Regions from separate parts of the Mus musculus genome. Here region 2 is linked to region 1. The links are chromatin contacts, called in public promoter capture Hi-C maps. All regions are on one chromosome and are shown on one strand. Each heading gives the region's core, a stretch centred on a gene start, on an enhancer-like site or on the middle of the called end of the contact. The rest is flanking DNA. Distances are from core to core; before and after follow the strand shown. Region 1 holds the start of Hdac7 (histone deacetylase 7). Region 2 holds the start of I730030J21Rik (RIKEN cDNA I730030J21 gene).

Region 1 (5,790 bases), core at 1,337-3,836:
CCCGTGGTAGCCATCATAGCAAGGAGGTAGCTTGGATTTTTCTGTCGTATATCTATCTCTAGAGGTCCCAGGAGGCTAACATGTGCCACCAGGGAACATGGAACTTAGCATTGGCTTGGGAATCCATTGTGAGGCAGGGGATATTGGAGTCATAGGTAACTCTGGCAGCATCCCAGAAACATCTGGCTCAGCACCCCAGAAACATACCGCAAGTGCTGGTCTCCTCTCTGCCTACATTTTGCAGGCAGTGAGTCCTGATGTGAACCGAAAGCCACAGGTGACCATTGTGAGCATAGACGGGTGGTGAGCATAGATGGGTGGCCACACATCTTTATCCCAATCACTCAGAAGTCAGTGGTTAGACTGAAGAGAAGAGGTAGCTTCAGGAGCAGATGCACGGATGCTGCGCCAGTAGAAATTAACGAACAAGAAATTCAGCACAGAAACAGCTTTAGGAAAGGAAGATGTGGGGGCAATGTACGGTTACAGGAGGAGAGAGATAACAAGAGAGATTGGGGGTCCTCTGTACACAGGTTTCTTTTTTCCCCTGAAGTCTGTAACCCTCACGGAAGTCGTTGGAAGTAGAGTGCTCTGGTTTGGAAAGACAGCTCAGTGGATGAGGAAGTGTCTAGCAGAGCCAGAATGGACAACTTCCGACAGAGGGTCTATTAGAGATGTCTAGCTGGAGGGAGATCTTGGAAGGTCATGAATATTCATGAGTCAATGAAGAACTCGGAAGCCACGCTGAGGCAGTGCTTCCAAGCTAGGTACCTTGAACACTTGTGATAAAGAAGAGATTCAGACTCATAGACTAGACAGCTGAGGGTCAGTGCGGCTGGGAGAAAATCAGTGCTGGGGTGGAGTCCTTCAAGGGAAAGAAAATCCTTCCGGCTGAGGCTACAGAAATCGTGAAACATTTCAGAGGAGATGAAGGGATTTCAACAACAGAAGGGAGAAAGGTAGAGCGGCATTTACTCTGTAGGGAGTGTCTTAGGCCAAGGCAAGGAAGTGGGTAAGTATGGGGACATGAACAGCTAGCTGACAGGGCTGGCTGTGGTAGTAATAACGGTAACTACCTCTGAGCAAAGTACCAGGAGACACTGGGCAGGGATGTGTGTGGTGCCACATTGCAAGAGGCCATGGATGCTAGGGCAAGGTTGTAGTACCCATTAACAGGTACAGAGGAGTTACACTTAGCAGCTGAACAAGGGCACATGAGTCTAGACCTGTGTGTGACCTAGCAACATGGCCAACGTCCCTCTAGGCCACTCAAGACTCTGGCTTCCAAGATATCACATCTCTAGGTCTGCCTCATTTTCCCCTTCTAAAGGTTCTTGGAGTTCCGAGGACTCAGAGAGTAGATTGGGACCAGAAGGAAGCTGCCTTTCAGTGGCGGGCACCTCAAGGGCAGGGGAGCATAGTGTTCCTGGTGAATGACCGCTCTCCCTTCCCAGTTTTCTGACCTGCCAAATTGCTGGAGGCAACAGGACTGACAGGCCAAGCCAGGAAACTCAGTGGGAAGGTCCTCGGCCCCTGACCCTTGAATCTGACCTCCTCCCGTCTAAGATGGGGGAGAGGCAGGGAGGGCTTCAGTGCAAAGCCAGTCCTCAGCTGAGTTTATTAGCTGAGGGAGGGCTGGAGGCGGCTGCATTCCGACTCACAGACTGGAACATTTCTGTGATCCGCTGTAATGCACTGGGGGACACTGGGCACATTGCTGAAGTTTGACTCATAGGGTCCAGGAGTGGGGGGGCAAAGGAGGGTCATTGTGGAGGGAGAGGAATGGAAGAGGAAGAGGAGAGGATGGAAGGAAATCCCTTGAGAAAAATTTTTTTTAAGTTTCGAAAACTGCACCACCCCCCATCCCCTTTTTTTTTTCTTTTAATAGGAACAGACTGGACCCTTCTGCTCCCCTCAGCAGACAGTGGGGGCGGGGGGTGCCACTGGGGTTGGACTGGCAGTGGTTCAAATCAGATCCTGAAGTGTTCCTGAGGAGAGTCGTGTGTGTGTGTGTGTGTGTGTGTGTGTGTGTGTGTGTGGTGTGTGTGTGTTAGGATGGGGCAGGGGTGTCCGTCTGGGATTCCTTGCTCGAGACTCCAAGCGTGCCCTGCTCTCCCTGTGTGTAGCGCTGCCCTCGTTGACTTAAGTGTGTAGATGTGTGCACAGGAGTCCTTCCCCGAAGCGTAAAGCACCCTGGCTTGTGTAAACATGGATGCACGCCCGTGTACGCTGTGTATGCACGGGTGCGTGCACTCAGGTATCTGGGTTTCCGGGAATTGTGCGCGGGGCGCAGCGCCGCGCGGCGGCTGGGGCTTCCGCGGCCGCGCGCGGGTCCGGCCGCGTCCCGCGTTCCGGGTTCGGCGCTGCCTCCCGGGCGGTGAGCCGCGCCCCGCCGCGATCGGTGTCTGCCGCCAGGCTGTGTGCTGCTGAGCGAAGCCCGGGTGGTGTGTCCCAGGGCCGCCAGCGCCGGCCCCCTCCCTCCCCTCCCCCTTGGCCCGCTCTCAGACTCAGATAAAGCATTTCCTTCCATTGTCATCCTACCCGGCCGGCCAGGCTGCCAGGGCCCTCCCCCTCCCGGCCCCCTCCCTTCCTCTCGCCGTCTCACAGTCGCTCTGCAGCCTCCGGCGACCGGGGGGATGTGAGGCCGGCGCCCCGGCCCCCCGCCCGCCATGAGCCCCCGGCTCTGAGGGCCCCGGCCCCTGGATGCACAGCCCCGGCGCGGGTGAGTACCGGGCGGCCACCCCCTCCCCGTCCGCCCCGCCCTGCGCGCGGCACCCTGCGCTGCTCGCCCCGGCTCCCGCTCCGGCTGCGGCTGGGTCTCCGGCCGGTCCGGCTGGCCGGGTCCTCCGCGCGCCCTGGACCGCGCCCGCTCGCCCGGGCTCTGGCCCGCTCGCTGCCCCGGCTGGTTCCGGGGCCGAAGGGCTCCGGCCTCCTGCGGGGCGCCCACATCCGCCCGCTCCCGGGCAGCGACAGGCCCCGGGGAGGCAGTGGGAGGCCCGGGGCCGCCTGTGCAAGGGCCGGGCGTCCCGTCACCCTCCTCCCCGGGATCCGGGAGGCACGGCCGGCCGCCGAGGCCCGGGAGGGGGCGGTGCTCCGGGACCAAAGGTTTGGAAGCGGGAGGGCAAAGGCTAGGACCCACTGAACTGGCGCAGAACTTGCAGGGCTGGACATCAGCGCCCCTGTCTTGTAGAACTGGGCAGGGCCCTACTCAGATCCTGTAGCTGAGGGAAACGTCCCCTGGAGGGGTACTGGGCTGGGAGATTTCTCTGAGCATCACCCCTTATCCTTGATCACCCATCATAGAGAGACAGACACTGTGTTCAGCCTAGCAGTGAGGACAGTTAAAGGCGTGGGGAAGTGGGGGCCGCAGGCTGAGTACTGAGAGAGGTAGGGAGGTGGGGAGCTGGATCTAGCCCCCCCACCCCCACCCACCCCCAGTCTGATAGTACTGAGAAGTATGAGAACCCGGGCAAATCTGGCAACTGAACTGTCTTTTCGCCACTGCGATTTCTCCGCCAATTGAGTTGGAAGAAAAACCTAAGTCCTGCATGCAGGTCGCTTAATGAGTCCCACTTATTTCTCACTGGCTGCCGGTTTGGGGCCGACTTAGGGCTGACCATTGGTTCCCTGAACTATCCTTGCTGGCTGTCCAGCACTCCCCCAAAGCATCCTGCATCATCTGGCGGGGTTGGCTTGCTGCTAAGTATCCCTTCCCACATCCCAACGCAGCATCTGCTTGAGGCCCAGTTCTGCCTGCCAAAGTTTCAGGGTGATAATAGGACATTGGCCCTCGGTGGCCCTGGAGGGAGTGCAACATCTGGAATCAGGAGCTAGTCCTCCAGACTTTTACCTAGATTTGCTCAAATTCCATTGCAGACTGTCACTTTGGTTGGTTTCTATCCTCTAACTTGTACTTAGGTGACCCATTTCTTCCCAAGAGGACCCCCATGGGCTGCGGTCGTGCCTCCCCTCTGTGCCAACCTTCCGAGCCTCTTCTCCATCCGCCGCAAATCATCCTTCACTCTTAACCTCCTTGCTCTCTGCAGCCTCACGTCTCCCCTCAGTAACTAAGTACTTTTCTTCTTTACAGTGATTCCTGGGGGGGAAATGAGGCACAAAGCAGTTCCAGTGTATGGTACCCAGATAACTGAGATTGGACCAAGTCCTGAACCCAATGGGGCTGAGGCTTGTGTCTCTGTCTTTAGTTTTATGATGTCCTTTCCAAGCTAGACCCTCAGAGCTGTGCGTTGGAAAAGCTAGGTACAGGGTGCATCTGAGCCCCCTGCTGCTCAGTTTGGCCCCTTAGCTGGGGCATTTTTCTGTGTCTCAAGGGCATATGCTGAGCTTTGAGGCAAAGAAGGTTTCTCTTCTAAGCAGGTCACCTTACTTAAGCAGGCTTTTCTCAAAATTAACATGATAAGGTGGGTGGGTGGGGAGGATTCTCAGTTCACTTTCCAAAGCTCAGAGCTAGAGGGACCAACCGCACATAGCCAGTCAGTAATCCACGGGGAGTAAGGGAACAGGCAGAGCCTCCTGTGTCCTTGTCTCAGGGATAATGGTTCTCACCTATCTAGTTCCTAGTGGCTCAGTTGTGATGGGATTGGAAATGAGGACCTTTTTATAGCTGTAGGCACACTTCTTTCTTGGCCTTCTTTGCTCTTTGCCTTTCTTTAAGAACTGGTCGTTTCAACGTTGACAGGAGCCCCCAGAGAAAGGTGAGCTAATAATGTAAGGCCCAGAGTCACCTAGCCAAGGAATGGCACCAACCAGACCGGCCTCTGCCAGCATCTATTCTGAGCTCTTCCTTGGTTAGATGTGGTCTGGAGGCTGCAGGAGAGTATGGGGTATTGCAGGGCTTGAAGGCAGGTCCCCTTGGAGGCGCCAGCTCCAGGACTTTGAGTTTGTATATGTTGGATTTGTTCACTAGATGGGGCACTTCCTCTGGGGCAGGAAGCCTTGATTTCCTGTGTTGGGGGGTGGGTAGGGACCAGGAGTGAGGGGCCCAGTGCACCATCCCTGATGTTGTTTGGAACCACAGAAGGGCAGAGCTTTCGCTTGAAGCAGCTTCCCTAATCCAGGGGAGACAGGAAGGAGAGCTCTGGCGGGGAGGCCCAGGTTGAGGCTAGGGAAGGCTCTAAGTGCCATGAGCTGGGGGGTGGGTAGCGCAGCAGGAAGCCTGGTGAGCAGGTGACTCTGCCGGGTATTGTATTCCTTATAATATTTTCCCTGTTTCTGTGGTAACATTCCATGGGGGCCTCAGGCCTTAGGGCTGCAGGAAGGCACTCCAGACAGCCCTTTCCTTAGTGGCCCCACGTACTGGGAGCCCCCACATCTAGCTACTCCCTAAGCCTTTTGCTCTGTAGGACCAGGGCCTGAGAATCCAGTCAACTGGCCTGACCAAGCACTGACTCCGGGCCCCATGATGTCTCCTGGTGGGCAAGGGAAGAGAACTGGGCTGGATTTGGGGGGTGTCTCCAAGCAGATTAGAATACCACTCTCAGCCTCTGCCTCACCTTATCCCATCTTTCTCTCTTCTACCCTCCTCCAGTCATTCAAGGGGCTGTGGACCACGAGCCAGCTGCCTGGGGCAAGGGGTGGGGGTGGTAGAGGCAGGAGGGATGTTTTCATCAGCAGAGCATGGCTCCTTTAGTTCTGGACCTGTTCCCAGAGGCAAAATAAATTCAGGCTAGCATCTGTTTAGTGTGAGCCTCCGTGTGATATGTGCGTATGCACTGGGTGTGTGGTGGGTGTCTGTGTTTGCCCAGGGCTGTGTGTGTGTCGATGTGGTGG
Region 2 (5,790 bases), core at 2,065-4,564, 2.9 Mb before region 1:
TCCTCCGTTGAGGTTCCTTCCTGTCAAACACATCCTGTTGAAGGCCGAGATTAGCCAGCGCACCATGTCCTTACTCCCCTAGCTTCTATCCAGGATCTGCAGGGAAAAAAATCCTAATTTTAATAACCGCCAAGCGTGATCTTGCAGCCCCGAGAGGAGAAACAGGTCATCTGCGGCCAATGTGCCCCATTTTTCCTCATTGGTTTTGGCTGTCACAGCTGGCTGAGTTATCTCACATAACTGTGACCAGTGCCAAGATGGGTGGATCTTATGGACAAGGGAAGCGCCAGCTCTGTAGCTCAGCAGGGCACAGGCCTGCCTGCTCTCCGTGCTCCACCTCCCTCCTCACCCTGTGGGCTTTGCCTTCAGGGAGTGTCTGAGAGGCTTCCCTTTCACCTCTATGATGCGGGGGGGGGGCATTGGACCAGGGCCTCCCATATAGTAGCCTGGCAGATGCTCTGCCCCCGAGCTACGTCCCCACCGTGCCTTACTGTGTCTGTTCTTTCGATGAAGTGAAAGCTTTTCCAGGGACCCAAAGGAAATCTCTAAGGCCCATCATGCCAAAGACAGTGGGATCACCAGATTAACCGTAGTGACTAATCACCAAAGGACCAGCAGATGCCAAGGAGACACCTGCTGTGGTCTGTTATCTTCTAATTCAGCACCCATAAGTTTATTATAGTAAGGACAGGCCAGGTCAAAGCAGGACAGACAGAATATTCATATGGCCTCACCAAAAGAAGGATTTCTGCAAATCTTTGGTTTTAAACAAGTCTCTCTCTCTCTCTCTCTCTCTTTTTTTTTTTTTTTTTTTTTTTTTTTTTTTTTTTTTTTTTTTTTTTTGGTTTTTCGAGACAGGGTTTCTCTGTATAGCCCTGGCTGTCCTGGAACTCACTTTGTAGACCAGGCTGGCCTCGAACTCAGAAATCCACCTGCCTCTGCCTCCCGAGTGCTGGGATTAAAGGCCTGCACCACGCCCGGCTTAAACAAGTCTCTCTTACATAGCTCTCTGCCCAGGTTCATTCTGGAGAAAGGCAAGGTTATTCCAGTGTGGGGCTCTGTTCCTCCACCAAATTGTTGTTGTTGGGTTTTTGTTCTGTTTTGTTTATTTTCTTTTTCTTTTTTTAAAATATATTTTGTTCTTTTTTAAAATATTTATTTATTATATGTAAGTACACTGTAGCTGTCTTCAGATACTCCAGAAGAGGGAGTCAGATCTCGTTACGGATGGTTGTGAGCCACCATGTGGTTGCTGGGATTTGAACTCCGGACCTTCGGAAGAGCAGTGAGATGCTCTTACCCACTGAGCCATCTCACCAGCCCTGTTTTGTTTATTTTCAACACAGAGTTTCTCTGTGTAACAGCCCTGGCTGTCTGGAACTCCTCAAACTCAGAGATCTCAGAGATCTGCCTGCCTCTGCATCTCACGTGCTGGGGTTAAGTGTGTACACTATCACTGCCAGCTCATATTTTTAACATGTTGAGTTAAAACATCATTTCTCGGCAGGGCATGGTAGTGTGTGCCTGCAATCTTATCACCTGGAAGCAAAAGGCAGGAGAATCACAAGTTCAACAACATCTTTGTCTAAATAATGAATTCCAGGCCAACCTGAACTGCACAAAACCTTGTCTCTCACATATATAAATACACATTTCTCTTGATTATTGGGTACTTTGCCCCCTAAATTTTCCACATAAGACAAATATCTCATTTGCTATACTCTAGTACTGACCTCTACCCAGGCTTAAATCCTCTTATAACCGTCAGGCTCCCCAGTCTGACCACTGGGATCTAGAAAAGAGCGAAGGCTTGCCTGTCTTTGTATCTCCGTGTACCTGTGCTCACACAGAGGCCAGCACAGCAGACTTCAACAGTATTTAGAGGCCAGATACGGTGGTACCCCACTGTTTGAGGCAGGAGGATGTAACCCTGTGACAGGGCCACAGATCTTAGCACAGTTGACCCCGTGATGGAAGCACCATCCAGAGTGTGAAACTCAGCCCGTAGACAGCACCACCTGCAACTAAAACAGACCTAATCCACCTAAGTCCACGGCTCTGGGAAAGTCTCAGAGCGTACTAACCTTGCTTTGGCTTCTGTAGTTCTGCTTCTAGCTAACTGTTCTTGCTAACTGAAATGTGTCAACAGAATGTGGTTTTTATCCTTAAAGAGAAAAGACTTGGCTACACAGGGATCTCGTTATAACACCCAGTGTCCTGCTGGCCGGGGCCGGCTAATAGACTTCGTATCGGTTTAAACTGTGTGTGCGCAGTCATCTCTGGTGGACACCACAGAGCAGCTCTAGGCCAGCTTGAGTTGTATATAAATAAAAACCCTATTTCAAAGCACCAACAACCATAACAAAACAATCTTTAAAGGAAGGAAGGAAGGAAGAGGAAGGAAGGAAGGAAGGAAGGAAGGAAGGAAGGAAGGAAGGAAGGAGAAAGCCACCAACAACACTGTAGGATTAGAAGGTAGTGTTGTTTATTATTTACCAGAGACTAAAAGCATTAAAAAAATAAACAAACCGCACTTTGTTTTGGGTTTTGGCTGTTGTTTTAGAGTTGGGTTCTGGTTTGGTTTGGAGATAGGGTCTCATGTTCCTGAGTCTGGCCTGGATGTAGCCAAGGACTCCGGATCTCTCTTGCTTCCAACTCCCAGACACTGGGATTACAGTATACGCCACTGGCTTCAGATTTTTGGTTTTGTTAGGCTGGCCTCAAACTTACTTTGCAGTCAAGACGACCTTTAACCTCCTGACTTTTTTAAAAGTTTATTTACCCTTTATTTTATGTGCACTGGCATTCTGCCTGCATGTACATCTATGTGGGCACGTCAGATCTTGGAGTTACAGACAGTTGTAAGCTGCCATGTGGGTGCTGGGATTTGAACTCCGTTCCTCTGGAAGAACAGTCAGTGCCCTTAACCCAGTCCGCACTTCTAACCTACATCATCACACTTCTGTGATTTCTGGCCTATGCTGGTGTGGTATCTGGGGATCAAACTCAGCTCATTGGGATTGTACTTTTCCCCACAGAGGCACCTCGCCTGGCCCCCACAAGTGTTTCTGGATAAGAGGCTAGCCCTCTCTGTGAAGGGCAAGACTCCCCTCCCCTGAGTCTGCCACACTCAGAAGCCGCTGTCTCTCTCCAGGGCCTGAGAGTGGGAGGAAGGGAGCCATAAGGGGCAGAACTGACGTCACCAGCTCACAAAGCTGCCTTGTCTCTCTGCTTCAGCAGATCTGCTCCTCACTGAACTTCCTGCGCTATGGTGGGGAAGCCCCTTGAAAAAAAGAAAAAAGGAGACGGAAGTGCAGAGCACTCCAAACCAGAACCTAAATGGTAGAGCAACAAACAGCAGCCTGTGCGGGAAGATAATGAAATTTACAAAGCTTCTAGGAAGGCCCATCTCAAGTCCTTGCAGCTGAGAGAATCTGAGCCTGCCACCTCAGAAGTGCCTAAGGATGGTTGTGAGCATGTGTGGATGACTTCTTCAGGAGCCGGACAGCAGGTTGGGAGGCATCTTGTCCTGGTGCCCGATTTTCCCTTTATTTAGTACACATATAAACTTGTCATTTAACAGAAATCATGTTCTTTTCTTTTCTTTATTAGTACCGTGGGTGTGAGTGAGTGTGGGTGCTTGTGTGGAGAACAAGGACAACTTTTGGGAATCGATTCTCTTACCATGTAAGTTCTGGGGACTAAACTCAGGGATCAGAGGTTGCACAAGTGCTTTCACCTGCTGAGACACATCGATGCCCCTCCCCCCTTTTTGAGTTAGGGTCTCATGCAGCCCACAATGGTCTCAAACTTATTTAGCCAACAGTGACCTTGAACCCTGATCCTCCTGTCTCCCTCTCTCAGCTGCTTGGATTGGAGGTGTGTGTCACCGTGTTCAATTAATGAAAGCCAAATTTTAAGTGGGCTGCCACCAGCGGAGGTCAGGGTGTCCCCTTCTGCCCTGTGGTGCATCAGAACCTTCCCATGCAGTGGGGAAGGGAGCCCTCCCCAACCCCTGCTAGGAGAGAACGCAGTGTTTTAGGGATAAGTCTACAGCAGGCACCTCCAAATTAGACAGCTAGTCATTATGAAGACTTAAGTCACCTTTAAAATCATAGTCAGGCATGGTGGTTCATTTGTCTAATCCCAGCACTTGAGAGGCTGACTCACGAGGATTGAGACCAGCTTGGCTAGCTACAGGAGGCCTTTTCTTGAAATGCAAAAATGAAAGGGGGGGTGGCTCACACCTTTAATCCCCACACTAGAGAGGTAGAGGCAGGTGGATCTCTGAGTTTGAAGCCAGCCTGATTTACATAATGAATTCTCAGACAGCTAGGGTTACTTAGAGAGATTCTGAATCAGATAGATAGATAGATAGATAGATAGATAGATAGATAGATAGATAGATAGATGACCTCTGACCTGCATGTACAACACACACACACAAATCACTAAAAGAAACAGATTGAAAATGATCAAAGTGCATTATATATACATCTACGAAGTGTCATAATGAAACCTTTGTTTCCCATAACTAATGAACGCTAATCAACTTCTTATTCCCAAAGTGAACTCATTAATAACAGCTTCAGAATTTGAGGTACACACATCGGCTGGCACTCCTCGAAAAGCCAAACAGTCTCTTTCACGCTCCAAGGCAGAGTAAGAGGTCATGAGCCTACCCTGGAGCAGTCTGAGGTCCCTCAGGTCAAGTTGGGACCTGACTAAGATCACACAGTGCTGAAGGTCGAAGAGCTAAGTGAAAGGGAGGTGGGAGCAAAGGCCAAACCACCGAGTCTCACACCCAAGGGACGAGAAGCAAAGACAGCGGCGGCCCATTATCTGCAGCAGGAAATGTTGGTGATCCCAAAGCCTGGTAAAGTGTCACCCTTCACCTAAGTAAGCAAGCTCAGTAAACTTCCCCGCTGTGATCTCCTGGCCTTCCCAGAATGCCTCTGGTCCCCTCTGAGCGCTCAATTCAACGACAGGGGTGCTGGGTCCTGGCCCCTGAGCCTTAGAGACTCAAAACTGCAAAGCCATTTTAACATCAACCAAAACAGAAAGATCCATTCCATTTCCCCCCCCCCCCCCCGTGGTGTTTGTTTGTTTTTTGGAGGCAGAGTATCGATATTCATCTCAAGCTTCCTTTCACTGTGTTGTCTGCAGCCACAGATCCTCCTGCATCCTCCTGCTTCCGAAATGCTGGGATCAATGTCTACCAGAAAGCATCCGAACTTGGGGATCATGGTACATCACTTCTGTAATCTCAGAGCTGCAGACGCCGAGGCCAGAGGATCAGGAGCACAAGGCCATCCTCGAGTCTATGGAGAATTTTGGTTTCTTTTAAAACCCAGTTATGTTGTGGGAATGAGTGTGTGTGTGTGTGTTGTGTGTGTGTCTATACCTATCTATCTTGCCCCAGAGAACCAGAACCCCTAATCATCAAGAAGTAGTCTATATACACCCCCTTTCTCCTCTAACTTCTTTCTCTCCAACCTACTGTTGGGGTTTGTAATAAAAGTCGGGAGGTAGACGTATAAGAACCTAATAAAGTAGTTTTTTTTTTTTTTAAAAAAGCCAAAACTCAACTATATTATGTAGGGAGTTCAAGACTACCTTTGTCCACTTGAGACTCTTTCTCAGAAAACACACATGAGGGCTGGAGAGATGGTTTGTTGGTGAAGAGCAATTGCTGCTCACTGCTGTATAGCTCGGGGTTCAGGTCCCATCACCCCTGTAAAGCCAGGCATCTGCCTCTAACCAGCTCTGAGGGATTACACCTCTGGCTGT

Evidence for each region. Promoter capture Hi-C pulls out the DNA fragments that hold promoters and counts their contacts.
Region 2: a promoter capture Hi-C map of liver shows a contact between it and region 1, with 3 times the contacts expected there. The contact joins the promoter of I730030J21Rik here to the promoter of Hdac7 in region 1.

Annotation. Positions count from the first base shown.
Region 1 is chr15:97,828,291-97,834,080 of GRCm38.p6, reverse strand. It overlaps Hdac7 (histone deacetylase 7), which reads left to right and starts at 2,586. Exons shown (of 25, transcript NM_001378971.1): 1 at 2,586-2,722. The coding sequence starts at 2,704. It overlaps Gm33636 (a long non-coding RNA gene), which reads right to left and starts at 3,395. Exons shown (of 4, transcript XR_001781759.2): 1 at 2,776-3,395.
Region 2 is chr15:100,730,261-100,736,050 of GRCm38.p6, reverse strand. I730030J21Rik (RIKEN cDNA I730030J21 gene) reads left to right here and starts at 3,314. Exons shown (of 3, transcript NR_045782.1): 1 at 3,314-3,511; 2 at 3,613-3,687; 3 at 5,167-5,546.